Regions from separate parts of the Cricetulus griseus genome. Here region 2 is linked to region 1. Evidence: chromatin contacts called from public Micro-C data. All regions are on one chromosome and are shown on one strand. The core of a region is the stretch at or near the end of the contact, and the rest is flanking DNA. Distances in the headings are between cores, read along the strand shown. Region 1 holds the start of Tp53inp2 (tumor protein p53-inducible nuclear protein 2). Region 2 overlaps Pigu (phosphatidylinositol glycan anchor biosynthesis class U).

Evidence for each region. A called contact is a pair of places that touch in the nucleus more often than the background predicts.
Region 2: a Micro-C map of the CHO-K1 cell line shows a contact between it and region 1, with 2.7 times the contacts expected there. The contact joins the enhancer-like site here to the promoter of Tp53inp2 in region 1. A contact is called at or near these places in 4 of 8 Hi-C or Micro-C datasets (the CHL-YN cell line, the CHO-K1 cell line and fibroblasts).

Annotation. Positions count from the first base shown.
Region 1 is chr6:24,256,814-24,262,904 of CriGri-PICRH-1.0, forward strand. Tp53inp2 (tumor protein p53-inducible nuclear protein 2) reads right to left here and starts at 1,847. Exons shown (of 4, transcript XM_027421401.2): 1 at 1,638-1,847.
Region 2 is chr6:24,340,224-24,346,702 of CriGri-PICRH-1.0, forward strand. Pigu (phosphatidylinositol glycan anchor biosynthesis class U) reads left to right here. Exons shown (of 12, transcript NM_001246807.1): 10 at 1,326-1,450. Among named protein-coding and RNA genes, the nearest start is that of Map1lc3a, 24 kb to the right of the region's middle. Within about 2 kb of position 2,953, at least 3 of the 6 cell types and tissues checked have open chromatin away from gene starts, as enhancers often do. A contact at or near this core is called in the CHO-K1 cell line and fibroblasts, where this site is marked.

The DNA of each region.
Region 1 (6,091 bases), core at 597-3,096:
GGTGGGGAAATGCAGAGCATATATAATCAGAAAAGCCTCAAAGATAATATTCAAGAAAGTAAAAGTGCACCGAAGACAGGGAGATTGGACTAGTGCCTTGATCCAGCCATCACCAAGTTCTAACATGTATTTCCCAGAGTTCCTGCTGTATCAGACCCTGCAAGGAACCTCAACTGATGACATGTTGAGTGAGGTAAGAGGCTCAGCAGAGAAGGTACCTGGTGGAGATCATGCAGGAGTCAGTGACAGCCAGGAGAGATGACAACAACCAGCCAGCTATGACTGCCCACTCCTCCCTTTGACCACAAGGAGAGCCTCCTGGGTTTTCTTCCCTAGCCTGCTGGCTTCCTGGTTCTCAGTTTCCTGGCTCCACTCCAGGAAGAACCTTCCCTTAATACTACAGCAGCTGTGCCCAGAATAGCACTTGAGCCCTAAGCCACCCCTAGCCCAGGCCATTCCTGAACAAACCCCAGCCTGGGAAGAGGATCCAGATCCAGCCTCCATATCTACTCACTTGGAAAGAAAGGAACATTCTGATCCTCTGGAAGAAGACTCTCCAGACAGCACTAGTGCTAGGGAAGGTCTGGTTCCTCCTAGCTGACAGCTTGGGATCTGACAAGGTGATGAGAGGCCAATAAAGGGAACTCCCAACTCATTCTCAACAACATCTGCCCGGGAGACACCGGAGGCAGGCAACTAGTGACTCACCGTTCTGTGGTCAAAACAGCTGGGAGACAGCAATTTATTGGGTTCTAAGATAGAGAGAAGGCAGAGAAGGTCGCCTTGAAACCGACTCAATCTTTACGGACCTCCTGGAAAAATGTCCAGAATCGGGGAGACTGAAACATTCTATCAAATTGGCTTGGTGCTGAGCCCAAGATAGGGTCCCCAGTAGATGGATATATAGCTGGTTAATTGAACTGAGCTTGTACTAAGCATTTGCCCCCAGCTAAGGAACCTGTCACTCATAGAGTGTGACTCTAATTGGCTGAGTTCTCCAGTAAGCTATGTCTCTCTGGGTCTCAGTTTTCCCTTCCATGAAATGGGGTTTAAGACCCTCAATATCTGTAGGCTGAAAATGACATCAACCAAGGCTTTGCACACATGTCAGGGATTAGCACGATGTTATTATGTTGGGGGGGGCGGAGCCTGAAGACAGGGCATCAGCTGCCATCTGGTGCTGTCTCGTGGACCCGGACTCTGAAGTCTCTTTGATCCACCGACCTCCCTCTCAACTTAGATTGAGCTGTGCCTTCTGACCCTTCCTCAGGTTGCAAGGAAAAAGCAGATGAGAGGCCCGACCCCAGTCTCTAGATGAGCCCGGGAAACCGCCGAGTCCCCTCGGGTATTGCTTGCCTTTCAATGTCTCTCAACCCTGGGCCGGGCTCGACACAGCGCCCACCGGGTCACCAGAGGACAAGCACCCAAGCAAGCCTGGAAGGCGGGGCTGGCCTTGGTGACGTCTCAATGTCATATGCAAATAAGCGACGTCATGGCCTACCGGCTTGGGGCAACCAATAGAGAGCCGAGAACGCAGCTCCAGCGGCCGCCGGCGGAGACAGACAAAGAACCGGAGAGGGGGGCGCAGGGCGTGTCCTGGGGCGCCCGGAGCCCCCAGCCCCGCGGTCGGGACTCACCTGGGGCGGCTGCGGCAGCCGGTGCGCTGAGGTAGTTGTGCGGCCGGGCGTCCCCGGGGCGCCGGTGCTCACAGCCGGGGCCGCATACCGGGGACTGGCCGGGAGACAGCGGGGCTCGCAATCGGACGCCCGGAGCTGCTGCGGCCGCTGGCTGCGCCGGAGCTCACGGCACAAATCCGAACGCTCCAACAGCTGATTGTGACGTCACAAAGGGGCCCGCCCGCCCGCGTCAGCGACCGTCGGAGCGGCGGCCAATCGCAGGCGTCGAATGTTCTTTTCCCCGCCCCTCCGCGGTTCGCCTGCGGGTGGCTGCAGCCCGGGATCTGCGCTCCGAACCTCCGACCGAGTGGAGGTGACGGCCCAAATTCCCTGCCCCCAGTCATCCACAGACCTCGCACTGATGGCGACCCCCCCTCCGCCCCGTTCTTCCGCAAGGATTCGACCTCGCTGCTCTTCCTGCACATAACCTTGCTCTTTCACTTGCCCCAGTGCTCCGCACATCCCTTAGCCTGCATCTTAGCTCAGGAGGACCCCCTCACCCCCACCACACTCCATCTGTAAGTCCCTTTCACCCCCCTCCTTATCCTTCGCCGCTCTTCCTCACTGCCCTTCTTACCTGCTATCCCTCCTCTGTCCCATCTCTTCCCTACACGTTTTCCATTTTCCCAGCTCTCCTTTTTTCCCTGGGCTGGAGCGGACCTTTCCCCTTCTGCAGTTACAAAGGAGCACCTGCGAGTGTGGGGGAGTTGGTGGGGCTGACGGGAAATTTGGTCAGAGTAGGCCTTGGAAAGAAATTGCTCTAAGCTGAACAAACATTGACCTGGAAACAGCTCAGCCCTAGGAGGTTTACACACCTTATTTAGTACACGTTGCTACCGGAACAGGACAGAGGAGTGACAAGACAGGGATTGTTGGCCCTGATTTGCATATGGAAAAACAGAATACAGGCACACACTTGTAATCCCAGCACTTGGTAGGTAGACGAGAGGTTCAAGAGGTAAGGCAGCCTAAGTCTCAGAGAGAGGAAACGGGGGCGAGAGGGGGGTTACTACTGCTTCTGCCAGATCGCCAGCTGACATTGAACACTTACCATATGCCGAGCACTCGGCTGCTATTTAATCTTCACAATAACCCCAAAAGGTAAATAGTATCCTCCTCTTACAGTTGAAGAAACATACCAGGAGAATGTAAGTAACTCGCCAAGGTAATTAAGCTATAGTCAATGGCAGAAGCAGAAGTCTAAATCACAGGATTTAACCTTTACCAGAGGGTCTGAACTCCAGGATTCTGAAGTGTCTCCAGTGAGATCTGGCTTCCAGTCCTGTGTCCCGACTGTGTGGTGCCAAGTAAGTCCTTACCACTCTGGGCCTTAGTCGATCTTTCCTGCTGACATATATATTCAAATTTAGGGCCAATAGAGTGAGAGTTTTCCAGACTCTTCATCCCCAAAATTCCACCATGTTCATGCTCCAGGCCCCAGTTCTTGCAATGGCCTGTGAGACACTTGGGGAGAAATTGCAAACACCGGTCCTGGGGATTTCCAGGCTAGAGCTTCTGAATCTCTAAGTAGAACAGATCTAGTAGATGAGGCTCTGAGAGTTGCCCATTTGGCCAGCAGGAGCGAGTTCAGAGCTCCATGCTCTGGTGATTTCAAGAACCCTGCCTCAGCCAGGCCAAAAAGCTCTAAGATAGGACTGAATACTGCCAGGCAGAGGACAGAGCCAGAAAATAATACCCAGAGGCTTGAGGGGAGGCAATAGGCACTGTGTTCCTTACACTAGAGTTTCCAACGTGCCCTCATTTGTGCAAACCTGAGCCTCTGCCTAGCACAGCCACTTCCCACTAATCCCACACCCTCTGTTGACCTCCTTGCTGACAAACTAATCCCTAACATGTCCCTCCTGTCACACCACTTGTTTGTTCTAAAACCTCATATTCTCACAAAGCTCAACAATCCAACAGCATTCATAGCTCTTCATAACCCAGGTTCTCTCCAGCTCCGTCTTCCTTCTTCTCTGTGTACCCTGTGCTAGTAAAACTCCATCGCCTCCATGTTAAATGCTCTCCTCTTCCTTGATTGCCTCCTTCATGCCTTTCTAAAATTACTTCCTGTCTTCAAAATTCTTCCATGGCTTCTCAGGGGAATCCACTCTTGCCCTACTCATGTGTCCGTGTCCGAGACTACTTTGATGGACAGTCTCATTTGTTTGTTCAGTAAATAGTAAGTAGCTGAGTGTGTGGCTTGCACCTGTGGTTCTACCTACTCAGTGCCTAGGAACAGCCTGGGCAACAGTGTGAGTCAGTGTGCACATTCTCTCTCTCTCTCTCTCTCTCTCTCTCTCTCTCTCTCTCTCTGTGTGTGTGTGTGTCTGTGTCTGTGTCTGTGTCTGTGTCTGTGTCTGTGTCTGTGTCTGTGTCTGTGTCTGTGTCTGTGTCTGTGTGTGTATCAGTTTTTTGAGACTCTGGCTGGCCTGGAACTGGCTACGTAGATCAGTCTGGCCTGGTCTCACAGATATCCACCTATCCACCTGCCTCTGCCCCTCAAGTATTAGAATTAAAGACATGTGTCACCATACTCAGAGAAGCCCAATTAAAAATAAAAAAACATCTGGCTGGATGGGCTGGAGAGATGGCTCAGAGATTAAGAGCACTGGCTGCTCTTCCAGGGGTCCTGAGTTCAATTCCCAACACCCACATATTGGCTCACAACTGTCTGTAATTGGGTTAACACACTCTTCTGATTTGCAGACAGGCATGCAGACAAAGCACCCATGTACATTAAATAGGAAGTTTTTTTTTTTTTTTTTTTTTAATATGGCTGGAGATCTGGCTCAGCAGTTAAAAAGCACTGACTGGGGACCCAGATTTGACTCCAGAACCCACATGGCAGCTCACAACTATCTTAACTCCAGTTCCAGGGGGTCTGATGACCTTTCTGACCTCCCTGGGCACCAGGCATGCATGTGGTATACAGCTGGGCATGCAAGCAAAACACCCATACACACAAAATAAAAAATAACTTAAAAAAAACACTTTATACACCTCATTTAAAATACTTTTAAAAGATCTGCAAACTCTCTTCACCACTGAACCATTTCTCTAGTTTTCTATTAATTAAATGACAAGCAAGTTGGGCTGGAGAGACAACTCAGTGGTTGAGAGCACTAGATGCTCTTCCAGAGGACATGAGTTTGATTTCCAGAACCTACATGGCAGCTCACTAGCGTCTGTTAACTGCAGCTCCAGAGGATGAAACACCCTCTTCTAGCTTTCTTGGCATTGTAAATGTGGTACAGTCATGCATGTAGGTAAAACATCCACACACATAAAAATCTTAAAATATTTATAAAAAAATTATCTGGGCAGTGGTGGCACACACCTTTAATCCCAGCACTCGGGAGGCAGAGACAGTCAGATCTCTGAGTTCACGGCCAGCCTGGTCTACAAGAGCTAGTTCCAGGACAGCCTCCAAAGCCACAGAGAAACCCTGCCTCAAAAAAAAAACCCAAAATATATATTTAAAAAAAATAACAAGCAAGTATTGATGCCTGTGTATATGTATCTTAGCAAGTGAATGTTTGACATCCCAAGGAAAGGGTCTTGTCCACATATTTTCCCAGTCAAGCTATATGTCAGATCTGATGTATAAAGGTTCTAATCAAAGGCTTAGTAGTTGTAAGCTGAAGCCCATAGACAGTGTCTGGCATAGTAGTCTCCCCGTGGACCCTCTATCTTGGAAGGAGCACAAAATTCTGGTTCCCCAAGTCTAGAGAATACAGCTCTTGGCATATACTCTGGTACCCTAATTGACCTGGATTCTGTTCCCGATATTGGCTGTACCCAATGTTCAAACTGCTAGGCCAAATTCCAGTCTACTTGGGACTCTAGCCTGGGCCTGGCAACTATCAAAAGGGGGCTGGAACCGTGGTTTAGTGCTAGAGCAGTTGCCCCCTATGCTTGATGCCCTAGCTTCAATACCCGGTACTGCCAAAATAAACAATGTAAAATAAAAAGGAGCTGGAGAGATGGCTCAGTGGTTAAAAGCACTATTGCTTTTCCAGAGGACCCAGGTTCGACTACCAGCACCAAAACAGTGCCTCACAAACATCTGTATCCAGGATATATGATGTCCCCTTGTGACCACTGTGGCACCAGGCATGCATGTGATATACAGACATACATGCAGACAAAACACCTATACTTATAAAACCTCTCTCTAAAAAAAAAAAAAAAAAAAAAAAAAAAAGTAGTGACTATAATGCTAGGAATATGCCCTGATGTTTTACATCCAAAGTACCATTCCTATGGATATCCATGTATGTACATGATATCTGTGTACAAATACACACAGTGTATATGAGTTCACACCCATGAGACTACAGCTTCCCTGCCCATCTAATCCAATCTAACTCTTCCCCCCTCATTTCCAAGCATGAGCATCTGCCTAATTTTAT
Region 2 (6,479 bases), core at 1,703-4,202, 85 kb after region 1:
TTGAAGGCCAGCATTATTTCACTTCCATCATTCAGTTTTATAGTTGATAAATTGTTGCTCAGAGAGATGAACAGTTCTTCTTGAGCTACACAGATAGCAAGCAGTGGAGCTGGGGTTCAGGCACAGGTTTGTCTGACTCCAGAATCTGCTCATCTACTTGGACTGTGCCAAGTTCTGAGGAGAGCACTTGCAGTAGTCCCAGAAGTGGCTCCATTACCCTGGCTTCGGAGCCCCTGACCAAAGGCCTTATAAGCAGGCATCAGCTCTGTGCAGAGTCTTCCCTGTGCTTGTGCTGAGGGTTATTGAGAGGGATCCGTAACTGGCTTTTTCCTATTCACTTCCCTTCAGCTCTTGGTGTTCTCAGAGGGGCCGCTTTAGGACGAGGCATGCCCCCCCACCTCCTTACTGGTGCTGCAAGACATGTGAAGCACCAAGGAGAGGAACATAGTGGTATCAGGAGCTCTGTAGACATACAGCTATACCACTGACTTCATTTCTCTGAATTTCAGTTTCCTTACCTGGGAAGGACAGGGAACAGGAATCTCTGCCTGGAGGGCTGGCTGAGGTGCTGTGAGGATCGTCTGAGATGATACAGGAGAAACTGCACAGAACTCAGTATAGAAAGAAAGGAGATGGGAGCCATGGCAGTTTATTAATTTAAAATCAGTTCAGCTGTTACTAGTTTAAGCTCCCAAAAATTCCACTCTGAGACAGACATGGTAGTTGCCTGTAATCCTAGCACCTAGAAAGTAGAGGCAAGAAAATCATAAGTCCAGGGCTGGTCTCAACTATATAGTGAGTTGGAGGCCAGCCTGTGCTACATGAGATCCTATCTCTAAAACACAAAAGAGAGAATTCTTGGCCCCTGAGGAGCTAGCAATGCTGCATGTAACGTTCAGTCCTCGGTCTTAACAGTAAGGGTCTACATGTTGCTCTGACCACATTTTCAGTGAGCAAGCCATCAGCCAGCAGGCACTTCCTGTTTTGGACCTGTTGACAAGGGCCTTTGCTGGGAGAGGCTGCCTGATTTCTCTGACAAGCAGTCATTTAGGCTACTAATAAGGAAAGCTGACTTAATTTGCTTTCTTGATTTGGTTTCTGGGGACCAGGCCCAGAGCTAGTAGACAGGAAGTGGCTATTGATGGGCAGTGTCCTGCAAACTGTATCACTGGTGTTTGTCTGTTCTTCCTTGCCACTTCTGGGAATTTCTTGATCTCTGCAGTTTGCTGCTGTGCTACTGGGGCCTGGTGGGTCAGGAGTCTCTAAGAGTGGGACTGGTCCCTGGCTAATCTCTCTGCATGTTTGTCTTCCCGGCCCTGCTCCAGGGAGCACCCCATCTTCTTCATGTTCATCCAGATTGCCATCATCTCTATCTTCAAGTCCTATCCAACGGTGGGAGATGTGGCCCTCTACATGGCTTTCTTCCCTGTGTGGAATCATCTCTACAGATGTGAGTAGTCTGACTCTCTTCACAAAATAGATTCCAGTCCATCTAACTCTTGGGCGAAACAGCTGGGAGAAGGGAGTTAATGAGCATTTACTGGGCACCTGTTGTGCTGCAGCACTGAGAAAGAGGAGGCAACCTACATGCATGTGCCCGTGTGCCTCCTGGGCTGTGAGCAGTGCTGGAAACACAGATAACTACCATTTACAGACTGCGCCTGACATTGTCAGTCATTAGCTCATTAACTACCATTTACAGACCATTGTCAGTCATTAGCTCATTTGCTCTTTGCATCATCCCTTGAGGTACAGATGAGAAAACAGGCACAGAAAGGGAGAGCTACTTGTTGAAGGCCCTGTGACTGCTGTGAAACACTGGGATTGAAGCCTGGCTCTTAGAGCCTTGCCCAGTGCTGTCCAGCCTGATTTCTCTAATGAGGACCATACCCAGTGGCTACTAATATAGAGACTAAATTTTTTCTTGTTTTTCTCTCCTACTCCCAGCTTTTTGAAATAGGGTCTCATAAAGCCCAAATTGGCCTTGTGTTTACTATGTAACTGAAGATGGCCTTGAACTCCCGTTCCTCCTGCCTGTACCTCTCAAATCTGGGATTACAGAGGTGTACTGTTATGCACAGATTTTGTTGTTTGTTGTCATTTGTTTGTCACACAGCCTAGGCTGTAGCCCTGGCTAACCTGAAGCTCACTATGTAACCCAGGCTGCCCTCAATTTAGAAGCAGTCATCCTGTCTTAGCTTCCTAAATACTGAGAATATAGAGTGAGTCATGGTGCCAGCAGAAACTGATGTTTTTATTTAAATTCAAATGTAGGATGCTACATATGGCCAGGCTTCCTATTGGACAATGGCCAAGTTTCCTATTGGACAAGTGGCAACTGTAACCTTGGGTTTTGAAAACCAGACTTCCTATAAAGACCCCTCAATTCTACCTATCTCTTATAATATGGCTCAGAAATGTTCTGTGTTACTTAAGCCCCCAATGTTTCCCAAATTTGGGCTCATATTCCCCCCATCCCTCTTGGTAGTTCTGTTCTGTGTCTAAAGGCTCCCTTCTGGCGATATCTTTTGCCTCAGTGTTTCCAGCACCCACCATGGATTCTGACACAAAACTATTAGCGAATGCCTGTAGAAGGGCTTTTGAAGGCTCCCTTTGAAGGAAGCAGAGCCCAGTTATCCTCCTGATTCTCTGTCTTCCAGTGGGAAGGGAGCTGTGTCAGAAATGAACTCCAAGTACAAGCTTCAGAGGAAGTTAGTTTTGGGGTTGTCTGGGTGTCAACCAGGAAGTGAAACTGACCAGCTGCAAGTAGGAAACCTATCTGTAAGTGTAGGCCCCAGAGTAAAGGTAAACAGCTAAGTGGGTAGGACAAGCCCAGGCCAGGTGTGACGCTTGGGCCTGGTGGAATGGTGACAAATCTGAGCTGACTGAGGGAGGTAGCATCATCTTCTGCTTGTGACATCCTCGTTTCACAGACAAGAATCACCCAGTGATGAATCATGAGGCAATCAGAATATGTGGACATGCCTTGGTCTGTGGGAAGGAAAAGCTTCAGGCACTGGTCTTGCTCTCTCTGAGGCAGGTTGTTTTCCTTAGCCGTCTGTCCTACACAGAGTGTTGTCCCTTCTCAGGGGCAATATGCAGTAATCTCACATTGCTGATTCTGTTTATAGACTGACTAGAGCTTCAGCCTGCCTCCCGACTTTCTGGGCGGCTGCTTTAGCCTTTCTGAGCCTCTGGCTTTTCCTTTTCCATCCACCAGATGAAGAGAGTATCCTGGTGTGGGTCCTTAACCCCAACACTTAAAAGGCTGAGGCATGAGGATAGCAAGTTTGAGTTTAGCCAGAGCCACATAGGGAGACTTCTCTTTCAAAATAAAGTATCTTTCATGAATATCTTTTTAATTTTGAGAAAGGAAATATATGAATAGTACTGCACTTGTCATCAATAATTAACCAGGGTCATCACCTGCATATTTCCACCATTAAAGCTTCAGACTTAGCATCCAGAGACATTGAAATAAATATATGTTTTTTTAAAACTTAAAATAAATTGTTTTATGCCTACAGGGATGATGAGACAGAGAAGGAAGAGGGGGTTTCCAGAACCCTGGGTGATCTAATAGACTCTATTAGTAGAGACTCTATAAGTAGAGGCTGCTATTGACTGACTGGGCAAGGGCATGGCTTGTCTAAAGCTCTTCGGAGAGTAGTGGCTGCCATACTTTGCACTGTATAGGGACTTCTCATGTTTGGGACTTGTCATCTATGAGTTATTATAATCACTTGTAAATGTCTTTAGTCCTAGGCCTTGGGACCTCTGATTTCTGTCTACTCAGATTTTGAGAAGTCTTTCCTCCTAGTTGAATATAGTTAATGTTATAGGATGTCCCATTTTGAAACACCTGCTGCCAGTATTGATCTCCCTGCTCCCACCTCATCTGTTTTCTTATATTGATCAGTGGGGAAGAAAAGAATAGGCCCTTCCTTGGGTATAATGCTCAATCACACCAGAACTTGGGAGGCAGGGTCAGGTAGATCTCTGAGTTCAAGGCCAGCCTAGTCTGCAGATCAAGTTCCAGGATAGCCAGGGCTACACAGAGAAACCTTGTTTTGATAAAAACAACAAACAACAGCACCAAATAAATGAATAAATGTCAGTCACTGGCTTCTGTAGCCTTGGGTCAGGATGAGTCAGGCAGATGCATACTTGTGGTGTTAGAGAACAGCCTGCTGGCCGAGCTGGTGCCAGCTGCAATGCCCCAAATGCAAAGCCAGCTACCACGAGACTGGAGTTGAACATATGCTGTATTTCTTTTTGTTTTTTAAATTAACTATTGTGTAAAGGTAAAAGAATGTTGATTAAAATACAAATAAATTATAAGCATTATATACTGTAAGTTCTCATGTATCTAGCATTTAATTTAAGAAAAGAAACATCTCTTTAACCTTTGAAGCCCCTTAGTTCCCTCTGTGACCCTCCTGATGAGACCAGAGATTTTAAGTGATATTTTTTTTCTGAACGCCTGAGGCTCAAGGGAAAAGGGCCTAGTCAGAAGTTTCTGTTTTTCAGTGTGGTGCCACAGATTGGATAAGCCATCCAGTGAATGTCTGGGGAACTTGACTCCATCTGACCTAGCAGGTCTGATGAAAGGTGTAGGCCTTGGTCATCTCTGACACCTCTTGGTGCCTGGAACAAGCTGTCCTGTCTGTGCCTCAGGTCCTCCCCAGTCCCATCTGCTCTGGCATAGAGCTTTAATCTCCCAGCCTTCCAGCCAGCAAGAGTGAGTAGCAGCTCCCTGTCCCTGCAAAGGTCACCACTGGCCTGAATCCAGCTGGATGCTAGTGAAGGTTTTCCAAGCACATTGAAGTCTCTTTGCAGCCCAGAGGCTACATTCGTAGCCTCTTTCATTTTGTACTCAGTCTCTTTCCTTTCACCCTTTAGAGCCTCTGTCTCTGCCTGAGTCACAGAACCAGGAGCCACTTGGGCTACCAGGCCCTGCAAAGTTTTATTCTAGTAATAATACATGTTCTTTTCAGCCAAGATATTTATAGAGGATGAGAAAGAACCACTGAGAACTGAAATACAGTGGGGGAGTAAGCAGCTCTGTTCTCCTTTCTTCAGTTTGGAATGCTGCTTGATGATAACAATGTGATAACAGTGTAAACATAGCTTTTCCTGGGCTCCCTACCCTGAGAGAGAGCAAGAGGCCCAGGCTCCCTGGCAGGTCTCAGGAGAGCTGAACCAGGACTTTGGCCCTTCAGTGTTGACCGTCCAGGACAATGGAAATATCAGATCAGAAAAGGCAACCTTTTCTGATTCCTTTCAGGCCTCCAGGCTAGTGTCCAAATTAAGGGATTTCCTACACCACTAACATTTGAAAAATGTTTTTTGGGCTGGAGAGATGGCTCAGAGGTTAAGAGCACTGACTGCTTTTCCAGAGGTCCTGAGTTCAATTCTCAGCAACCACATGGTGGCTCACAACCATCCGTTATGAGAGCTGGTGCCCTCTTCTAGTGTGCAGATACACATGGAAGCAGAATGTTGTATACATAATAAATAAATAAAATTTTTTAAAAAAAGAAAGAAATTTTTTTAAAGCTTTTTATTTTGGTGGTGGATGAAACAGCTACCAATATTGTCCCCATTTTAAATGACTTGTGTTGTTTTGAGACTGGGTTCTTCTGTGTAGCTCTGGCTGTCCTGGAACTCACTGTGTAGACCAGGCTGGCCTCAAACTCTCAGAGTTCTGCCTGCCTCTGCTTCCTGAGTGCTGGGGCTAAAAGGGTGCATTGCCACACCCGGCTAAAGTGGCTTTTTAAATGATAATAACAAAAGAAGGATTCTTATCCTTCTTTACAAAGAATGAACTGTAGCTGGGCATGATATTTGGAAGGTGGAGGCAGGAGGATTAGGAGTTTTAAGGCCATGCTATCCTAGGCTACATATCAAGTAAGGCTAGCCTGAACTTTATGAGTCCCTGCTTCAAAAAACAAAATCAGCCAAACAAAATTAGTGAACTATATGTTGCCAACACAGCTTTAAAAATAACCTCAGTGAGCCAGGTGGTAGTGGCGGTGGCGGCGGCGACCGCGGCAGACACCTTTAGTCCCAGCACTACAGAGGCAGAGTCAGGTGGATCTCTGTGATTTCAAGGCCAGCCTGGTCTACAAGAGATAGTTCCAGAACAGCTAGGGCTACACAAAGAAATCCTGTCTCGAAAAATTAAAAAAAAAAAAACCAATAATAACCTCAGTGGGGCTAAGAGATGGCTCAGAGGTTAAGAGCACTGTTTGCTCTTCGAAAGGTCCTGAGTTCAATTCCCAGCAACCACATGGTGGCTCACAACCATCTGTAATGAGATCTGGCACCCTCTTCTGGTATGCAGGAATACATGCAGGCAGAACACTATATACATAATAAATAAATAAACCTTAAAAAATTATGTAAAAATAACCTCAAACTACTTTGTTCTATTAGTCCACACATTAGTGGTGATTCTATGGCAGACTGTCAGAGTC